2 separate regions of the Zea mays genome follow, and region 1 is linked to region 2. Evidence: chromatin contacts called from public Hi-C data. All regions are on one chromosome and are shown on one strand. Each heading gives the region's core, a stretch centred on a gene start, on an enhancer-like site or on the middle of the called end of the contact. The rest is flanking DNA. Distances are from core to core; before and after follow the strand shown.

Region 1 (5,281 bases), core at 727-3,226, 180 kb after region 2:
GCTGAGCGGTTGTGGTAATACAGTGATTGCCCCTGCAAAGAGACTCATGTTTTTGCCCCACGTCACATTTATATTCGGCACAAATTTGTCAGCAACAACACGAAATGATTCGTCAAACGGACCTACAGCCTGTGAGATGTTTTGTTTTGAAATTTTTGAATGGTGCAAAGATTTCATAGATTTATCCATATGTGTTAGGTACATTGGCATGAGACAGTTGCAACTGCTTATCGGTTTAATATATGGTATATGGACAATATGTTCGTTTTAATATTAAATTTATTTTTTATGAGTATTTTTTTAGTGGGTCTACCACACCGACCGCCTGTTGTAATGTTCTGTGCCGTCCCAACGGTAGCGGCAGCGTACTAGTGTTGTATGGAATAACGGTGAGTGACAATGATTCATTAGTAGGCGCGGCGTACGTACCACCAGCTTCTCTCCGTCGCCCAGCGTGACCACTGTCGGGAAGGTGCGGTCCATGGTGGCGGCGGCCACCGTGATGCCCCACGGCAGGGCATTGTTGAGGGACTGCTCCACGGGGCCATCGTTCCCTGCAGCGAGCACCACGGTGATCCCGGCCGCCACGGCGTGCAACGACTGGTAGATCTCGCCTAAGCCTCCCAGCGACAGGGACACTAGGTCGACGCCGTCCCCAATGGCGGCATCGAGGGCCGCGAGGATCGAGGCGTCGCCGCAGCTCGCGCTGCCGCCGACAGCGTGGCAGGCCTTGTATATTGCCAGCCGCGCGCGCGGCGCCCCGCCGCGCGCTATGCCGGCGGCCAGGCCGCCGCCGTGGTGGCTCGCGTTCCGCACGGGCGAGCCGGCGATCGTGGAGGCGGTGTGCGTGCCGTGGCCGTTGGCGTCCCGTGGCGACCTGTATTCGTTCTTGAGGTCCTCCTCGCTGACGTCGGCGGCGTACCACCGCGCGCCGATGACCTTCCGGTTGCAGTTGCTCGCGTTGAACGCCTGGCCTGTCTGGCACACGCCTTTCCACCGTTTCGGCACGGGGCCGTAGCCGTACCCGCTGTCGTCGAAGCTCCGGGATTCCGGCCAGATGCCTGCAGAAGCATACATGTCAGCAACGCAAACTGGATTTAAGTGATGTCGAAACCACCAGAACCACCTGAGTCTATGACGCCGACGATGACATCTTCGCCGTACTTGGCCTTCCTAAGGAGCCGCGACGACGACGACCACGACGACGACTGCTGTTGGCCGTAGCTCATGCCAAGAAAATCCCAGCTCCGAGTCGTGTGGACGTGGTGGTACGTGTTTGGCTTCACGCTCACAACTCCAGGGTATTCTAGTAGGTCATTATATATATGTTGCAAATAAGCTCGTTATTCTCAGTAATAAAACAACTTGATTCATGCTTAGCTCCGGCGAGGCTACGACGACGCACTTTTAAGCTCCTCCGCTTGGGGCTGGGTGAGCTTCGCCGCGAAACCGGAGAATCCGTGCTTGTAGCTGTAGACTATGGAGCTGAGTGCTTCATCCTTGCTGCCTCCGTCGACGACATGAATGGCACAAGATGAGCAGCAGAAAGCCAGCTTCAGCACGAGCTGCTAGGTCGTCTGGGTCATTAACTCATTACATATACTAGTAATAATGGTACGCACCTCCCAAGAACGGAGGCCAGCGTGGCGTGGTGCGACGCCACGACGAGGGAAGGGTCGTCGTGCTTCTTCTCGCCCATGTACACGACGTAGATCGTCGTCGTCGTCGTCTGAGTTCTTTCAAGGAACAGCTAGCATCAGTGGCAGGCAGGCAGGCAGACACATGAAGCTTCAGGGGAAGAGGCCGGAACAGGGAAGAAAAACAGCTTGTCAGCTTACTTGGCTTGATGACGACGCATCAGCGGGCAGCATCAGTAGCACGAGGAGCTGAAGCAGCACTAGTAGTGCAGAAGATGACACAGAGACAACGTGTGGTCTCCAGCCCATCTTTGGATTTATGTTCTCTCTCTGCTAGTGTTATGCACGAGTGATAGTGCACATGTCCTTCTGCTCCCATGCGTATATATAGCAACAAGCAGCAGTCTTGGACCATTGTTGTTGCAAGCAGCCTGTGTGTGATACTGTACTAGCTACACGAATAATGGACTTTTGTGTACTAAACATGGGCATCAAGTATGCCAGTCGATGCGGGCCGGGTTTGCTGGGGGGTAGCCCTCCTCTGCAAAAGACACATATCTATGCATCGACTAAGCAGTTATTACAGCAAGAAACGAAAAGAAACTTAGTATGAGTAGAAATTCACAGGGGCATGTACGTACAACCTAGAGATCTTGGATCGGCTTTTAAAGCACAAGAGACAGCTAATAAATGGTATGATACAACCCTAAGCTTTCAACGGGTTCTTGTCTCTTGTATTTTTTATATAACCCCTAGAAACTATTCAAGAGACAGTTTATTAAATAGGATTATACATACCACAATTAGTATTCTTTCGTACTAAAAAACTTTTTCAAATGGGTAATGGCTATCACATGCACAGTCTATTCACAGCAAGCGCTGAAGAAATCTTTGAGCTACTCATAAGCTCTCCGCACTGGGAGGGCAGCATCCAAAATGCTTGCAGATTGGTGTGCGCGCGGGGCCCGGGGAATCATTTGGTCGTTCAATAATGGACGATGTATCGGAGTGTTCCGATGAATCTCAACGCGTGGGGATAGCAGTGGGTTAGACAACATAAAAGGAGGCATTTCTATCTGTCCTAAAAAAAATTAATCAACTTTGGAATTATCGTAATTCAAACAGTCTTGAGTTAGATATTAGGCTCGACCGCTCGAGAGGATTTTGGCTGCCAGGAATTTTTTTAAAAAAAAACACACAATGCTTAAAGTACCCTGTGCAGCTATTATTCTGGCTTGTATATTTACGCTCTGGCTTAGGTTAATTATTATGCTATGTAAAGCCTAGCTAGTGCTGGCTGGGACTATAATGCGCATGCGTATAAGCATGATCAGATATATCTCATGCATGGATAGCATACTACCACAGACCACAATAAAAAGCATCAAACCACATGCGCATGAAATCGAAATATATGCCAAAGTCGCAAGCAGTACACACCTTTGCAATGCCAAAGCAGGCCACACAGCCAAAACAACCCATCTGCTTTTCCCCGCGCGCGAGCATGATTTGACGAATTACCTACCGTGTAGTGTAGTGTGCACATCCATCCTGTAGTAGCGGATATGCTCCGATCTGAAACAAAAGACGGTCCAGATTTTTTTTCCCCATCCACCGTAAAACCTATAGTAGAATTGATGAAAAAAATATTTTGTTACTTGACACAGTCTTTTATTACTAAATTTAATATATACATGGCTGATATTTTATTAGTAAAATAAAATTAATTTAGACATATATTCAATATACTCCTTTACGTACGTCAGACAGTATTTGTTGAGAGCATGCGGCCGACGGAGTTCAAAAAGTATGCAGCCCCACACGAGCACATACCGCATATATTAGCAAAAGGCCCCGCTACAAGAATTTTGGTGTAAAAATGACCAAAACAATAGGGACAGCAAGCATATATACCTCATGAATCATTATCAAGTTGCCGCTAGCAGTACCGCGTCACTAGCTACCAATAAGTATATACATATAGACCAGAGCCGACGACAGCCTTAGACGGCTTTACCGCCAACTAAATAGGCCAATCATTGTTATCTGGATTCTAACTCGGCTTGATTATGATCCGGCAGTAAAGCTGGATCACTGTCCATTCTAGCACACGCAGCAGCAGGTATTGTTGGTTATGCAGTAGTGATATATCGATATAAGACACAAGCTTCTTTTTTAAAAAAAAATCCTAACTTTTAAATATTCCACTTATAATACCTTGTTCATCAGTGTTTTGTGGGCTAAGTTAACACCGTTAAGCTCTGATAACGAACTGGGGACAGATTGACTGTTCGTTTCAAAAAAGAAAGGACATACACGCAGACTTTAAAAACATAGAGATAAAAATGAAATTAAAGAACATCTTCGAGTAGGGACAACCATGCAACAATCAATCCCTTACTTTTTCGCTAGCTTTCTTGTACAGGAAGCACTTGATGAGCTAGAGCTGTAATCATAATAAGATACTTGACTACATGACTACATGTCTCGTACGGGTACGGCACTATATATAAAAACAAACGTATACATCATCACGTGCAGGACTAGTGCTTGGTCCGTACATGTGAGACACGGTCAGCACTAGCAGACGTCATCGAGGCGGTCACAGTCAACATGTAACCGAGCTGACGTACGTAATGAGTCAATGCGCACTTGCACAGCACGAGACATACATTTCCTGCTACAGCTAGTAATAGCAATGCATAAACTAAGGGTCAACTCTCCTCCACCTCTCCAATGCTCACCGCTCACGAGTGCTATCCATGATGGAAAGCGCCCATGATAGGCCGTCTCACATGCTTCTCCACCCAACAAAAAGAAGATTCGCCCGGACCTGAGGCTGTCTCTAAAGTAGTTGTATGTTTTTTTTTAATTTCAAAAAGTGATAAATAAATAAATGTTAAATAGCCTAGTACTAGGGTTTAGGGTTTTATGTTTTTTTTGATTTATTTTATCACTTAAGATAGTTTGTGTTTGACTTAAAATTTTATATTTTTGAATAAAATGATTGGTCAAAATTTTCAAAAAAATCAACGGTGTCATATATTTGTAAACGGAGGTAGTATAGTATATAGGTGGAGCCATATATGGGGAATGGATGGAGACGTGTATGTAGGGGGGGAATCTTTTAAAGAAAGATAGTAAAATATATTAGAAAGTACAGATAAAGGATAGAATTAAAGAAAAATGGTTGGAGATAGGCTAAGGTGAGCTGCCTCTGCTGTGTGACATAATAAATAAGTAAATAAAGATACAAAATCCTTTCTCTTGTTCAACGTCGGCCAGCACGATCGTAGGTTTGAACATGGCAAGTTAAATTGTTTCTCCCTACACCATTTCAATCTGAGTCTATCCACTCCTTCCTTATATATTCTTCCATTCATTGAAACTCATGTAGAAATAAGAGGTGATTCCAGTTGGAAGAGTTGTATTTATCACATGCATGAGTGTGCATGCTGATGGCAATATGTGCAGTAGCACCTGCTAGGAATTGTCAGCTAAAAAGAAGGTAGTTTGTGGGTGCACCTTTTGGTTTTGTTCTTTCCTTAGGAGCTTGCTTAACTTAATTAATCTTAGAGGAAGATTTTTAATTCTATGTAAAACTGTTCGTGAATTTGTATAATTGAAAGTATGAAGGGATGCTT
Region 2 (5,086 bases), core at 2,252-4,751:
TGGTGATGCCTGGCAAACCAATTCCTACTTAAAGAGGTCACATCACAACACTTTTCATTTACTTATGTTATGCTTGGTGCTGTTGTAAAGTTTTCTGTATCTAAAAAATCACACTTTTTAGAACACTATTTTATTTATTTCTGTCTTTTTCGTTCACGCTGCTGCTGATGGCAGGTATATGCTATAGAATGGTGCATAGAACTTCAATATGCAATGGAATCCTAACGCGTTACAGCATAGTACCCATCTTCTGTATGATGTCTGGCAGTATTCCTTGCTGAATTCTAAAACCAATCAATATTCAGATTGCAGTATTTGCTGGTGGTGTCGATACCTCAGCAACCGAAACAAAGGGAACAGTGTTGATCCATTCCGCTGAGCAGGTATGTTCTTACTCTTGAGAATTTTTTCGAGTTCCGTTGAAGTTGTTCCTACTTTTAATATGCTCGTGATAGGTTTAGGTGTTGCAAACTATTTAGTTGGTTTTGTTTGTTCTATGTTCTGTAGACGTGCACCCAACAGTACACTCCTTTCATAATATGTTGGTTCATTTCTTATGGATATGCTGAACTTAAAAATGGAGCACATAATATTCCTTTGCTTCTGTAGGGCATTGCAAGCTGTAATCTGCAAGTATCTGTTGGAATCTATAATACCTGTGCTTTTGCAGCTAGAAAATTATGCTAAGACTGAGGAAGCTAAGGTGGAGGAGCTTATAAAAGCTGTTGCTGACTCAGGTGCCAAGGTTATTGTCAGTGGAGCTGCAGTTGGTGACATGGCGCTACATTTTTGTGAACGTTACAAGTGAGTTTTTTTGCTTTTCGTATGTGTTCTGAACTGAATAGGTTATCTGAATTTTCTGTGCAGTATTGCTCATTGTTGAAAATTTCTTTTAGACTAGAGAGAGTTATTGTATGTGTTATATTTTCTCCAAAATTAAGGATTGTATGGTCATCGACCTTTTTGATAGCCATTACTTACTGATGTTATGTTTGCAGGCTGATGGTTCTGAAAATCAGCTCGAAGTTTGAACTGAGAAGATTCTGCCGTACTACTGGGGCTGTTGCAATTGTAAGTTGTGATTCATCAGATGTATTTGTTACCGTGTCATAGTAGCACACTATTCTGATTTTGGATTTTTTTCTCTCAAATATAGTTGAAACTTAGCCAACCCAATGCGGATGAACTAGGGTACGCAGACTCTGTTTCCGTGGAAGAAATTGGTGGTACTCGGGTATGTTTTCTACTCCCTTTGTGCTTTTACAGAAGATAACTTTTTATTCTTCCTTACCAACATTCATTTTGTTTTTTATTATATAGGTTATTGTCATCAAGAACGAAGAAGGTGGAAATTCAGTGGCTACTGTTGTCTTGAGAGGCAGTACTGACAGTATACTAGATGATCTTGAAAGAGCTGTTGATGATGGCGTCAATACGTACAAGGTATCTATAGTACATGTGACCTAACTCTTTTATTGTATTGTAACGTTCTGTGTCTGTTTTGCTAATCTATTCGAGTTCTCACTGTCCTTGTTTATTCTAGTCAATGTGCAGGGACAGTAGGATAATTCCTGGTGCTGCTGCAACAGAAATAGAGCTGGCAAAGAGATTGAAGGAGTTCTCTTTGAAGGAAACAGGGTAAGTTTGTTTCTACCATGATAGTTAATAACTTATCATGTACAAGGTATGAGTACATCTGCTTTCAATATGAGCAGGGTTAACCCTTTGAAAGAAAAAATAGTTTAGTGGCCGACACCATGAAGTGTTGGGTTCTATATTATGTTCCCCTCAATCATTCACTGGTTGCTCTTAACAATTGTGCAGGTTGGACCAGTATGCTGTTGCGAAATTTGCTGAAAGCTTTGAAATGGTTCCAAGAACCCTGGCAGAAAATGCCGGACTTAGCGCAATGGATGTAATATCCTCTCTTTATGCTGAGCATGCTAGTGGCAATGTGAAAGTTGGCATTGACCTGGAGGAAGGTGCCTGCAAGGACATCACGACCTTGAAAATATGGGACCTTTATGTCACAAAGTAAGTCAATACGATCAGCAGGTGGGAAATGAATCATATGTAAAGCTGGTTTAAGAACATTTTTCGATCTTTTGTGGTAATTGGACATGTCACCATTGGATGTGGAAAATGCTTGCACTAGTGTTGGTCTAAATACGCTAGTCTTGGGATTGGGGGGCATGGGTTTGCAGTTGCACATTTTTTGTGTGGCAGTTTAAGCTGCTTGTTATGACCTCTTGGCAGATTCCTCACTTCGCTGATTTTGCTGTACAGGTTCTTTGCCCTAAAATATTCTGCCGATGCCGCATGCACCGTGCTGCGGGTTGACCAGGTATGACTGCTAAGCCTTGCGCTCTAAGTTCTTTCCTATGCTCGTGTTTCAAACGTCATCTCGATGATATTTGAGTAATATGAACTGTCCAGATCATTATGGCGAAGCCGGCAGGAGGTCCAAGAAGAGATGCCCAGCCTGGTGGCGGGATGGACGAGGACTAGTTTGACTGTGATTGTTCTCTTTGTGTATCACGTACGCAATGTTTCAGAGCAGGGAACATCATGTCTTATTTAGGGTTTGGTTCTGTAGAAGGTTTTGGTGCCTGTAGTTCACGTTTGGAAGGGTTGCACGGCTGTGCTGGTATCGTATGGGGAATTTGCTTGTTCTTTCCTGGTGTATTATTGCAGTGCCGATGTATTATTCATTCGAGGGTTCTTTCCTTCAGTTCATCATACCGACTGAGCTCATATGAGTGTTACTTCAGTTTTTTTATTATAGAAGCAAAAATGTTCCAGCCTTTTATAGTCTTCTGCGTAAAAAATATTACGCGTATATTTGAAGCAGCAGTGCATCGATTCCGATTCGCAGTTCAACGCTATTAATTTCCTGTAGCTTTGCGCAGTGCGCCAGTCCGCTATAATTCTTGTGCTGTTATTGCTATCATATGCAGAGGTCATTAAATTCATCAACTCAGTATACACCTTCGTGCAAGCTGCAGTTTTCTTCAAATACCCATAATCGTTTCAATTACAGCCTACTACGACAATGAACCAGACTTAAAGTAAATCAGATAAGTTTCGCATGGCACAACAACGCAGAGGCAATGAAAGTGATCACAGTACTTCCCACCAAACAAAATAGGAACTGCTCAAATTATGTCTGTACAGGTCCTAAAACTGTCAGAATGTTCTACTGCTTGCTATTCACTGGTAGTATGATAGTCTACACTACACGTCTACACCTTGCTGGCATAGATTTACTCCTGGCAATCTGGCAGGCATTAACCGCCGCCTCTCTTCCATCCTTCGATCGTCCCTAACCTCTGTCCTCCCCCTCCTCAAGCCCCCCCTGCCCAAACCTCCGCCATTATTGCTCCCGCCAATCAATGCTTCAGCGACGATCTGCTTTGCTAAAGCTGCGGTTGTTTCACCTGCAAAAAGGGAGGGAGGGAGGTCGGATTCATTCAACTCGTGTAACAGTACTCCGATGCCCTACGCTCGTCGGCGTGGCGACCGATCCACGCACCCACCCGCTCGCACCCCTCCATTTAAGCCCGCGGGGCTCCGGGCGTTTCTTGGTCGCGCACACGGAAGAGCGCGAGAGGTTCCATTCCATGGCGGCGCCGCGCGGCCTTCTCGCATTGTTCGCGGTGGCTGCCGCCGCTACGGCGGCGGCGACGGGCGTGGACGCGCTCGGGGTGAACTGGGGCACCATGTCCGCGCGCCGGCTCCCGCCCAAGGTGATGGCGCGCCTGCTCACGGACAACGGGTTCACGAAGGTGAAGATCTTCGACGCCGACGAGCGGACCATGAAGGGCCTCGCCGGGACGAGCATCGAGACGATGATCGCCGTGCCCAACGACATGCTCGCGGCCGTCGCCGACTACGACCGGGCCCGGCGGTGGGTTAGGGACAATGTCACCAAGTACACCTTCGACGGCGGCGTCAACATCAAGTGCGTAGCCCTAGGCCCTAGCGCGCGCGTATATATATATGCAGTGCACCGCCATTGGCATGGACCCGTTCGTTTCTCCGCTGGCGCTGAGACGTTCTCGATCGTACGTGTACGTCCGTCCAGGTTCGTGGCCGTCGGCAACGAGCCGTTCCTCAGGGCGTACAACGGCTCGTTCGACCACGTGACGGTGCCGGCGCTCAGGAACATCCAGCGCGCGCTGGACGAGGCCGGGCACGGCGCGGCGGTCAAGGCAACGGTCCCCGTCAACGCGGACGTGTACGATTCGCCGGCGAGCAACCCGGTGCCGTCGGCAGGGAGGTTCCGCAGCGACGTGGCGCGGGTCATGGCGGACATGGTCCGCTTCCTCAACCGCAGCGGCGCGCCGCTCACCGTCAACATCTACCCGTTCCTCAGCCTGTACGGGAACGACGACTTCCCGCTGGACTACGCCTTCTTCGACGGCGGCGCCGGTGCGCCGGTGGTCGACGGCCGGGCCGTCTACACCAACGTGTTCGACGCCAACTTCGACACGCTGGTGTCGGCGCTCAAGAGGGTCGGGCTCGGCCACCTGCCGGTCATGATCGGCGAGGTCGGCTGGCCGACGGACGGCGACAGGCACGCCACGGCGGCCCTCGCGGAGCGCTTCTACGCGGGGCTCCTCCAGCGGCTCGCGGCCAGGAGAGGCACGCCGCTCCGGCCCGGCGCGCGCATCGAGGCCTACCTGTTCGGGCTCGTGGACGAGGACGCCAAGAGCGTGGCGCCGGGCAACTTCGAGCGCCACTGGGGCATCTTCACCTTCGACGGGCGGCCCAAGTTCCCGCTGGACCTGCGCGGCGACGGGCGGCCGGCGATGCCCGTCCCGGCCCGGGGCGTGGAGTACCTGCCCCGGCGGTGGTGCGTCCTGAACCCCATCAGCATCGCCGGGGACGGACGGCTCGCGGACAACGTCGCGTACGCGTGCTCCCGCGCCGACTGCACGGCGCTAGGCTACGGGTGCAGCTGCGGCGCGCTGGACCCGCGCGGGAACGCGTCGTACGCCTTCAACGCCTATTACCAGGCACAGGGGCAGGTGGAGTCGGCGTGCGACTTCCAGGGGCTCGCCGTCGTCGTCGACGAGGACGCCTC

The links. Hi-C and Micro-C count contacts between places; a contact is called where the count stands out from the background.
Region 1: a Hi-C map of leaf shows a contact between it and region 2, with 4 times the contacts expected there. The contact joins the promoter of LOC100278220 here to the promoter of LOC100272735 in region 2. A contact is called at or near these places in 9 of 25 Hi-C or Micro-C datasets (bundle sheath, ear, endosperm and 3 more).

Annotation. Positions count from the first base shown.
Region 1 is chr2:233,097,777-233,103,057 of Zm-B73-REFERENCE-NAM-5.0, forward strand. LOC100278220 reads right to left here and starts at 1,977. Exons shown (of 10, transcript NM_001361311.1): 1 at 1,839-1,977; 2 at 1,623-1,729; 3 at 1,406-1,503; 4 at 1,127-1,306; 5 at 430-1,061; 6 at 1-32. The coding sequence starts at 1,946.
Region 2 is chr2:232,915,976-232,921,061 of Zm-B73-REFERENCE-NAM-5.0, forward strand. It overlaps LOC100272735, which reads left to right and starts at 3,502. Exons shown (of 1, transcript NM_001367771.1): 1 at 3,502-5,086. The coding sequence starts at 3,621. It overlaps LOC100382493 (putative TCP-1/cpn60 chaperonin family protein), which reads left to right. Exons shown (of 13, transcript NM_001175230.1): 5 at 306-383; 6 at 671-804; 7 at 999-1,071; 8 at 1,157-1,234; 9 at 1,321-1,443; 10 at 1,544-1,638; 11 at 1,825-2,034; 12 at 2,287-2,344; 13 at 2,437-2,710. The coding sequence ends at 2,508. LOC109944099 (a long non-coding RNA gene) reads right to left here and starts at 4,778. Exons shown (of 2, transcript XR_002267458.2): 1 at 4,683-4,778; 2 at 3,006-3,437.